2 separate regions of the Oryctolagus cuniculus genome follow, and region 2 is linked to region 1. A link is a contact called in public Hi-C data. All regions are on one chromosome and are shown on one strand. The core of a region is the stretch at or near the end of the contact, and the rest is flanking DNA. Distances in the headings are between cores, read along the strand shown.

Evidence for each region. Hi-C and Micro-C count contacts between places; a contact is called where the count stands out from the background.
Region 2: a contact with region 1 is called in a Hi-C map of an unstated tissue, with 1.8 times the contacts expected there. The contact joins the enhancer-like site here to the promoter of HPGD in region 1. A contact is called at or near these places in 2 of 6 Hi-C or Micro-C datasets (skin fibroblasts and an unstated tissue).

The regions. Positions count from the first base shown.
Region 1 is chr2:56,964,789-56,969,418 of mOryCun1.1, reverse strand. HPGD (15-hydroxyprostaglandin dehydrogenase) reads left to right here and starts at 2,506. Exons shown (of 7, transcript XM_002709322.5): 1 at 2,506-3,311; 2 at 3,582-3,705. The coding sequence starts at 3,219. It also overlaps the pseudogene LOC100349218.
Region 2 is chr2:57,137,580-57,142,209 of mOryCun1.1, reverse strand. The region is part of intron 5 of GLRA3 (glycine receptor alpha 3); the gene reads left to right. Among named protein-coding and RNA genes, the nearest start is that of GLRA3, 130 kb to the left of the region's middle. Within about 2 kb of position 2,494, at least 1 of the 8 cell types and tissues checked has an H3K27ac peak or open chromatin away from gene starts, as enhancers often do.

The DNA.
Region 1 (4,630 bases), core at 1,257-3,756:
AAAGACGTCAATATTCAAGTTCTTCATGTTCAACAAGGAGAAGCCCTGGTTGTAGAGGCTTCTGCCTCTGATGGTCGTCAGGTTGGGAAAAACACTGAAGTCGTGCATGTGGGGAGGCCAGGATTGTGTATTCAGGTAGCCTGAGGGGCTGGGGAGAGGAATGTGAGCAGGGAACCCTTGCCTTCCTTTCCCAGGGCCTCTGGCCCTCACAACATTTGTTTTTTAATCTCACTATTATATAGAGGTATAATCACAGTATATGAGAAATCTCATCATCTAGGGAAAATTCCCACTTTTTCTAATCTCACGTTAACTGTACTCTCCTTCATTCAGCATGTGTTGAGCACACACTTTGGTGACTTTGTGCTGGATCCTGGCAGATAACCAGAGACAAGGACGTAACCCACTGTGCAGACGCTGAGGAATAGTAAACCCATCATGATGTGATTTGTGTTCTCACACCGCAGATTTGCCAGCTGAGGAGGCAAGCAGGTGAGGAAGATGGGAGGGGAAGGATACTCGGGTGAGCAGGTATTGTATGGCAAAGGTCTGAAGGCTTGGAGAGTGGAGTAAATTGTAACTGACAGTGGTTCCTAGAACACAAATAAAGAGCGATTTCAAGAACTATATGGGACATAGAACCCCTCATTATACAGTTTCCTGGAGCTAGGAGATTTTCAGGATTTTGTGTATTTATTTTGAAATGCAGAGACAGAGAGACACAGAGATTTCCCATCTGCTGATTCACTCCCAAAATGCTAGCAATAACTGGGGCTAGGCCAAAGACAGGAGCTGGAAACTCAATCCACAACTCCCAGGTAGATAGCAGAATCCAACTACTTCTGCCATCACCTACTGCCTCCAAGGGTGTGATGTACACTAGGAGGAAGTCGAAATCAGCTGCAAGCCCAAGCAGTCTAATACGGGATGTAGATGTTCCAAGCAGAATATTTACTGCTGTGGCAAATGCTTTCCCTAATCTTAAGGGATTTAACATGAGAATGTCTAAATATGATCGGACTGTTTTAGAACTTTTTGTGAGAAGGCTGAGAAAGCTGAATGGAAGAAGAAATTTGGATGCTATATATATATATATATATAGAGAGAGAGAGAGAGAGAGAGAGAGAAATCAGGAGGCTAACTGTTGTTTGTATCATAGGACAAAGTATAAGGGTCTGAATAAAGACATGGGCTGTTATGGAAGTTGAGAGGAAAGAAAAGGGCTAAGGGATGCTAACTCTTCCCTAGATCCCAATCCTGCCCATGTGCTCAAAGCACTTTTCCTCACATTTTTCACTACTTGTATCTCACATGTATTATTTGTTAGTAATCAAAAAACAATTAGCTTCCATTAGCATTATTGTGTTACTACTTCACATCAGGAAGATAGTGCATTCTATGCATTGCCTAACTGTTGCTTTATTAATAAGGAATCTGAGGCGTGCAGAGTTGAAGCAACTTGCCCAAGGTCACACAGCACGTCAGTAGCAGAGATAAGACCCAAAGTGCCTTTGTCTGAATCCAATGCTTGTGCTGCAACTTCTCACCCCTCACCCCTGCTTCCTGTTCTTTCAGTTCTCATCCTCCTTGAGTCCAGCCTTTTAATCACAGTCTATCCTCCTGCCCATTCTTAGAAGAAAACTTTAGTCGCCTCTACTCATTCCAACTGCTGTTCAGTCTATACATTGCCATGTAAAGCTGGTCTTGAATCTATAGTAATAGCCATCTTCTCACTAGCCATTTTCTCTTTAAATGTCAACCATTTAGTTCCTATACCTTTTAAATTGACTCACACTAATTATTTTCATGACATGCAAAACATTTCTCCATTCTTTCTTCTCTCGTGTCCATCAGAGTACTTTGTGTTATTAACCACTCCTTTATTCTTCACATTGTTTCCCCCCGTAAGTATTGTCACTCTCTTCCCCCACTTGCTCCTGGGTGACTCTGGCTGCCCTTTTCTGCTTGGCAGTACCCTCCTGAGGGAAGTTCTTCTCTGTCCTGTACATGCTGGAATTTGTTACCTTCATAAATGTATTTATTATTCTCAAGTTACTCTTTGTGTGACTATTTTAATTATCATGACAAAATGAAAATATCTATCTTCCTGTCTTAATGTCTCAACATTCCTTCAAGACCCGATTTCAAATCAGGTTTGAAAACTTCTGCTTCGGTGGATTATCAACAACATACATTTCACACAGCCACCCCAAACTTCCCTTCCCTGCTTAGCTGATCCCTTCCATGTCTCCTTCTGCAAGCCAACAAAGACCCTACATGGAAGAAATTTTTTCTGCTCCTGGTCTCACTCTTCTGCCCAAGCGCCATCCCCTCCAAGCTTAGAATTCCTTGTTTACGAAATTAACGCTGAGCTGACAGAATTACAGTCGGAGCCTGTGGCTGATCACTGGAGAAAAGGAGACCGGGTCCGCGGAGTAGCTCCTCCTGAATGCCTTTCTCAAGACACAGCTAGCACTCAAGTTCCTGGAGGGCAGGAACCTCTGTCCCCACTCTCTGCTGCGAGCCGCCGCCGGGGCCAGTGTGATTCAACCAGTAAACATTCCATTGAACCAGCAATTCCCCAGGCTCGCGCAGACTCTGGGAGTCCTCCTGGAGGGGATGACAGTTCTTGCGGGACACCCTTACAACGACACACAGGAGGATTCTAGAAGCGATAGGATGCAGGGTTTCATATCCAGTCTCCCTGCAAGCTTGTTAAAAACGCCACTGACTTAAAAACGACGTCCCTCATCCCCTTCCCAAGGGTCCTGAGATGGGAACTCAGACTGTGAGAAAGAAGAGCAACATCTCCACAATTTGACTTCTTGTTGTTGTCCTTTGCTTGTTGGGGAACAGAAGGAGGACTCCAAGCTCCCAAGCCTGTCTCTGCTCCCTTCTGTCAGCTTGGTCTTCAGAGCACTGAAGGAAACTCAGAAACAAACTTTCTGCCTCTCCGGCAGCTGACAGCCACACTCACAGAGCGGAGGCATTGGTCTGGGATCCAGGAGATAAAGATCGCGAAGCTTGGCGCCGCGGAGCGTTCAGGGGCAGGTGACACAGTTGTGGGTTTCTAGGAGCTGGCTTGACAGTTTCATCCCCGCCCCCTGGCAGCAGAGCACCCGGCCGGGCTTGCACACGCGCGCGCCGCGGGCCATAAAAGCAGCGGCCAAGCGGAGACGCGGAGCTCGCCCACCGCCAGCCAGAGCAGCTGCCTCACCATGCACGTGAACGGCAAAGTGGCGCTGGTGACCGGGGCAGCGCAGGGCATAGGCAGAGCCTTTGCAGAGGCGCTGCTGCACAAGGGAGCCAAGGTAAGCGCGGCTGCCCCCAGCCCCCGACACGCGTCCTGCCACCCGAGGGGCCCCCCCGAGGAGGCACCGAGGCTGCGCTCAGCGTGCCCACCTTGCCCCTTGCAGAAGCTGCCGCTGCTGAGCAGACCGCAAAAGCGGCTGCGGGAGAACTCGAACTTTAATTGCAGCGTTTCAGGTCCAAGAGGGGGAGCGTCTTGCCATCTGTTTTTTGTTTGTGCGTCTGCTTCGTGGGCTGCACGGGACTTCCATTCCTCTCCTGTCGCCCAATAGGTAGCGCTGGTGGATTGGAATCTCGAAGCAGGTGTCAAGTGTAAAGCCGCCCTGGATGAGCAGTTTGAACCCCAGAAGACTCTGTTCATCCAGTGTGATGTGGCTGACCAGCAGCAACTAAGAGGTAAGACAGGGGAATCGATGCATGCACTCTGAACACGCTGGGAGCATGCAGCAACCGGAAGGCAGCCAGCCAGGGAACCAGCCAGGGCGGAGGGCCAGGGCCCTACCTCCTGGAGAGCAAGCTACCTTAAGCTCAGAAAGACAGCTTGGACTGTTATTTTACCCACCGACAACACAAGAGCCATAAACACTAAGAGAAGGCAGGACTGCTTGAGAAATCCTTTCATTTTAGTCATTTGGCACTACATAATGTAATCAAAACTGTGTATGCAAAGACAGCGCTGCTACAATAATTATTGAGTGATTAAAAGTACAGACAGAACTTGGAAAGTTAAAGTAAGCTAAAGGACTGTGGCAAACAACTTCTCCCAGAAAACTGGAAAGACAGAGTCCAGTGAAGTGGGGGCAGCGTTTTTCTTTTAAGCGCATTAGGCTATAAATTCAAGGATCATCCTCACGGCCTTGCCAGATGTTTGCTCCGGTTTTTCCCCTGTGATATGGTACTTTAACATAATAACAATAATAATTATACAACGTTAGAATTGCGGAAGAGAAGTCTCTATCAGCCTTTCCTCAATGCTTTCCTGTTTCTATCTGCTCACTTAAAATAGAACAATCCGCTGGTGGAATATCTGGGACAATATTGGCAGAGACAATAAACAGTCTTGTTCATATGGAAATCCAATAGATTTGCATCAAAAATCATTTTTCAGAGGAAAACAGAAAGATAAAATGCTTATATTTCACTATCTTTTCCAAGAATACCAGATTAATTGTTAAGTTCATTTTTATTCAAGAGATCAGAAAAATTCTTTAAAAGTCATTCTGATGCTCCTTTTGTTAGAATGACACTGAGGTGTGAATTTCTTTTAAAATTGTGAAGTATTCTATAGGAGAATAAAATGGATTAGTGTATTAGAAGGGAG
Region 2 (4,630 bases), core at 1,245-3,744, 170 kb before region 1:
GGGTTAAGCTGCCATTTGGGATGCCTGCATCTCATATCAGAGAGCTAGTTCTGAGTCCCAGATCCATCAATTCCGACCTAGCTTCCTGCTAATTTAAACTTTGGAAGGCAGCAGATGATGGCTCAAGTACTTGGATCCCTGCCTTCCATGTGGGAGAGCCAGCTGAGTTACTGGCTCTAGGATTTAGCTTGGCCTAATCCCAGCTGTTGCATGTATTTATGAAAATAAAATATTTTTTTATTTTTTTTAAACTTTTATTTAATGAATATAAATTTCCAAAGTACAGCTTATGGATTACAATGGCTTCCCCCCCATAACGTCCCTCCCACCCGCAACCCTCCCCTTTCCCACTCCCTCTCCCCTTCCATTCACATCAAGACTCACTTTCGATTCTCCTTACATACAGATCAGTCTAGCATACATTAAGTAAAGATTTCAACAGTTTGCTCCCACACAGAAACACAAAGTGAAAAATACTGTTTGAGCACTAGTCACAGCACCAAATCCCAATGTACAGCACACCAAGGACAGAGATCCCACATGAGGAGCAAGTGCACAGTGACTCCTGCTGTTGACCCAACAGATTGACACTCTTGTTCATGGCATCAGCAATCACCCTAGGCTCTTGTCATGAGCTGCCAAGGCCATGGAAGCCCTCGGAGTTCACCGACTCTGATCATATTTAGACAAGGCCAGGGTCAAAGTGGAAGTTCTCTCCTCCCTTCAGAGAAAGGTATCTCCTTCTTTGATGACCCATTCTTTCCACTGGGATCTCACTCGCAGAGATCTTTCATTTAGTTTTTTTTTTTTTTTTTTCCCCCAGAGTGTCTTGGCTTTCCATGCCTGAAATATTCTCATGGGCTTTTCAGCCAGATCTGCATGCCTTAAGGGCTGATTCTGAGGCCAGAGTGCTGTTTAGGACATCTGCCATTCTATGGGTCTGCTGTGTATCTCACTTCCCATGTTGGATCATTCTCTCCATTTTTTATTCTATCAGCTAGTATTTGCAGACACTATTCTTGTTTATGTGATCCCTTTGGTTCTTAGTCCTATCATTATGGTCAATTGTGAACAGAAATTGATCACTGGGACTAGTGAGATGTAAATAAAATAATTTTTAATCTCTCAAAGTTTTTATCTGGCAAAACCGAAATACTGTACCCATTAAGTCACAATTCCCCATCCCTCCCTTCCCTCATTTCCCAGAAGGCACCGTTTTTCTGGTTTCTATGAATTTAATGACTTTAGATTCATGTAAGTGGAATTACACAGTATTTGTTTTTCTTGACTGATTTATTTCACTGAGCATTCTTTGTTAAAAATTCATCCATGTTGTAGCATGTATCAAACATTTCTTACTTTTAAAGTCTGAATAATATTCTGTTGCAAGTATGTGCTACATTTTCTTTCTCCATTCCTCTGTCAATGAATACTTGTAAGGCTTCCAGATTTTGATGACTGTGATTAATGATGTTGTGAACACGGATGTACAAATATCCTCTTGTTGATTTTCAATTCTTTTAGATATGTACCCAGAAATAAAGTTGTTGGATAATAAGATGATTCATTTTAAACTTTTCAAGGATCTACCTTATTGTTTTTCATAGCAGATGCACCATTTTACAGTCACCAACAGTGCACAGAGGTTCTAATTTCTCTACGTCCTTGCCAATATTTGCTGTGCTTTGTTTTGCTGAATAGCAACCATTAGGTTCAGTAGACTATTTTGAATACAGAAGATCACTTATAAGTTAAAGGATTTCAGTGTTTTTTTCCTGTGATTTAGCCATTTGCCATGCTTTATTACTGTCACTGTTTTCTTTCTTCTTTATTTCCTCCAAAAAACTCTTTTAACTCTCAGTTTTTTCACCTGAACCAAATGTCATTTCCATAGCACATTGGTTCAAAACTTGTGTGGTGCTTTCCCTAGAGATGACTCCAGCTTCCAACTCCATGATCCCTTGAATGATACAGTACATCAGCTGCTACTTATACAAGAGGAAGAACTCAGAAAAATGCATTATATCCTTAAGTCTTTCATTAAGAAACTATACAAATTATATAAACCATTAATATTTCAGCAGCTCACTCTTCTGTTTTGTAAGATAAGTGAATTACATTAGAAGATAGCAAAATTCTTCTGAATTCTTAAAAAAAGATTTAAAAGATTATTCTCTAATATACAGGATGATAAATCTAAAAGATAAAATTCAGAAGATAACATCCAGAAACCCAGTATATTCACCAAAAAAGGATCAAGAGTAAAATAAAACCAATTAGGTAAATAAAGATATAGGAATGTTCTGTAATGATTATAAACAGGAAAGTCAGCCAAATTAAAAAAAAAATGAGAACATGAAAATGAGAAAAAATGTGTGAATGCAACTTTAGAGAAAATAATCCTAAAAAAATTAGAAGGCCACAAGTATTGTAGAGGTAAACCTCAGAAGTGTTCCATACTGAGGTCAAAACCTAGGAAGTATGAATCATACTGGCAATTGCTTTGGTTGCTTACTTTATATCTTTTGTTCTGAGGCAACCGGGTTCATGGTTCCCTACCAATGAATTCTTACTGGTTATGTAATGAGTATCCCACTCAGATTTCAAAAGATTTTGAAGTCTCCAAAGTACTTAGAGAATGCTTACTCAAATTTATAATCTCTCAGAAATCCCAAGGGGCCTTTTTCTTTAGAATTATATTATCAGTATTCCCTGGCTGGTTTAGAATAATTTGTTGATTTATTTTTGTTAATAGTAGAATGAAAAATACAAATGCAATTATGGAAAAAAAAAAGTTCTGCCAAATTGCTTTTTCTTGGTCACAGTAAGGAGAGTCATATCATTTCCAGTCCTTAGGCCTACTAAACATTGCTGAATGGAAATAATGATTATAGGAGTAGACATTTTTAAAAGATTTATTTATTTATTTGAAAGTCAGAATCACAGAAAGAGGAAGAGAGAGAGGGAGAGAGAGATCTTCCATCAACTGACTCACTCCCCAAATGGCCACAATGGCCAGGGCTAGGCCAAGCCAAACCCAGGAGACTGGAGATTCACATGGGTACAGGGGCATGGACACTTGGGCCATCCTCTGCTGCTTTCCCAGGTGCATTAGCAGGGAGCTGGACAGGAAGTGGATCAGCCAGGTCTTAAACTAGTGGCCATATGGGATGCCGGTGTCACAGGCAGCAGCTTTACCCTCTATTCCACAGTGCTGGCCTCAGAGATAGATATTTGACCCAACAATGAAGGTGGCATTTGGGACACCCATACTCCAGATCAGAGTGCATGAGTTTATGTCTCAACTCCACTCTCAATTACAGCTTCCTGCTAATGTGCTCCCTCGGATGCAGTAAATGAGGGCCCAAGTGAATGGGTCCTGGTAGCACACATGAAGGGCCTGAATTGAGTTCAGGCTCTTAGTCTCTCAGTTTTGTTCTGTCCCAGCCCTGGCTATTGTGGGCCATTGGGGAGTAAACTTGTGAGTGGGAAATCATTCTTTCTCTGGCTCGCACATAAATTACATTAAAAAAATAATAGAGGTCTCTATAAAAATGAGGGTTCTCTGCATTTGTTTTTAAACATAAAAATGATAAAAAATACACCAAGTTACAATGTTTCCTATGAGCAGTGACTTTTTTTCTATGTTACTAATTGTCACAAAATTTCCCTACATAGCTACTTTTGAAATTATGGAATATAGCTGAGTAGTCAGGACTACTGGATGTAGTTAACATCATCATTTGTAAAGTAAGCCTTCATCTCTAACATAATTATAATCACTGATATTTTGTCATTTCCATGAAAAAATAGCTATGATATATCCTTTCTATGCAAAAATTCTTTAGTCTTTCATGTTTAACTAAAATATATTATCATTTAATTAACAAATCATGAATTAGAACACCAAGAAAAATATCTTGGGAATGTAGCTTATGATAAAATTGGATGATTTAACAAATAATTTTATGAAATCTTTAACACATTTTAATTTATCTGGTAACGAGTGTAAACAGAATTTAATGGCAGTAGAGTTATGAATTTATCATTTATTTGCTATAAACAATTTAAGGCTTGTATACTTCAATTGTAAGCCTTCCTGATGCAACAATTCAATCAACAGGATATACCATTTGAAAACATACTAACTTAAGTAACTTTTTATTATTATAGTAGTTCTCATAACTGTATTAATCATCCTATAAATCTGTTTTTTCAGATTCATCACTGATATCTATATACAATTTTAGGTGAAATTATTTTCTATATACTATTTTGGGTGAAAGAGAATCAAATATAATTCCTCACTTTTAATTATATCTTTTTTTGCACAAATGACATTTTAATTTTAGATGTATTTGATATCATAAGATTTAGTTGCAAGTAAAACGTCAGCTAACTTTTGTCTAATTTGGTAATCATTTTTGTTTAGCTTTAATAACAAATATTTTTAAAGTAATTATAATTGCTAGGAAACCTGAAAGGGACAATGTAGCTGTAATTATATGACAAATTATGAAATAATAAATCATTTGAAGTTATATAGAGATTCCTATAAAGGCTAACGCACGTCAGTTTTTATTAGACTATGTGAATTACTGTGTTTGAAATCTGTCCATTACCATGCTGA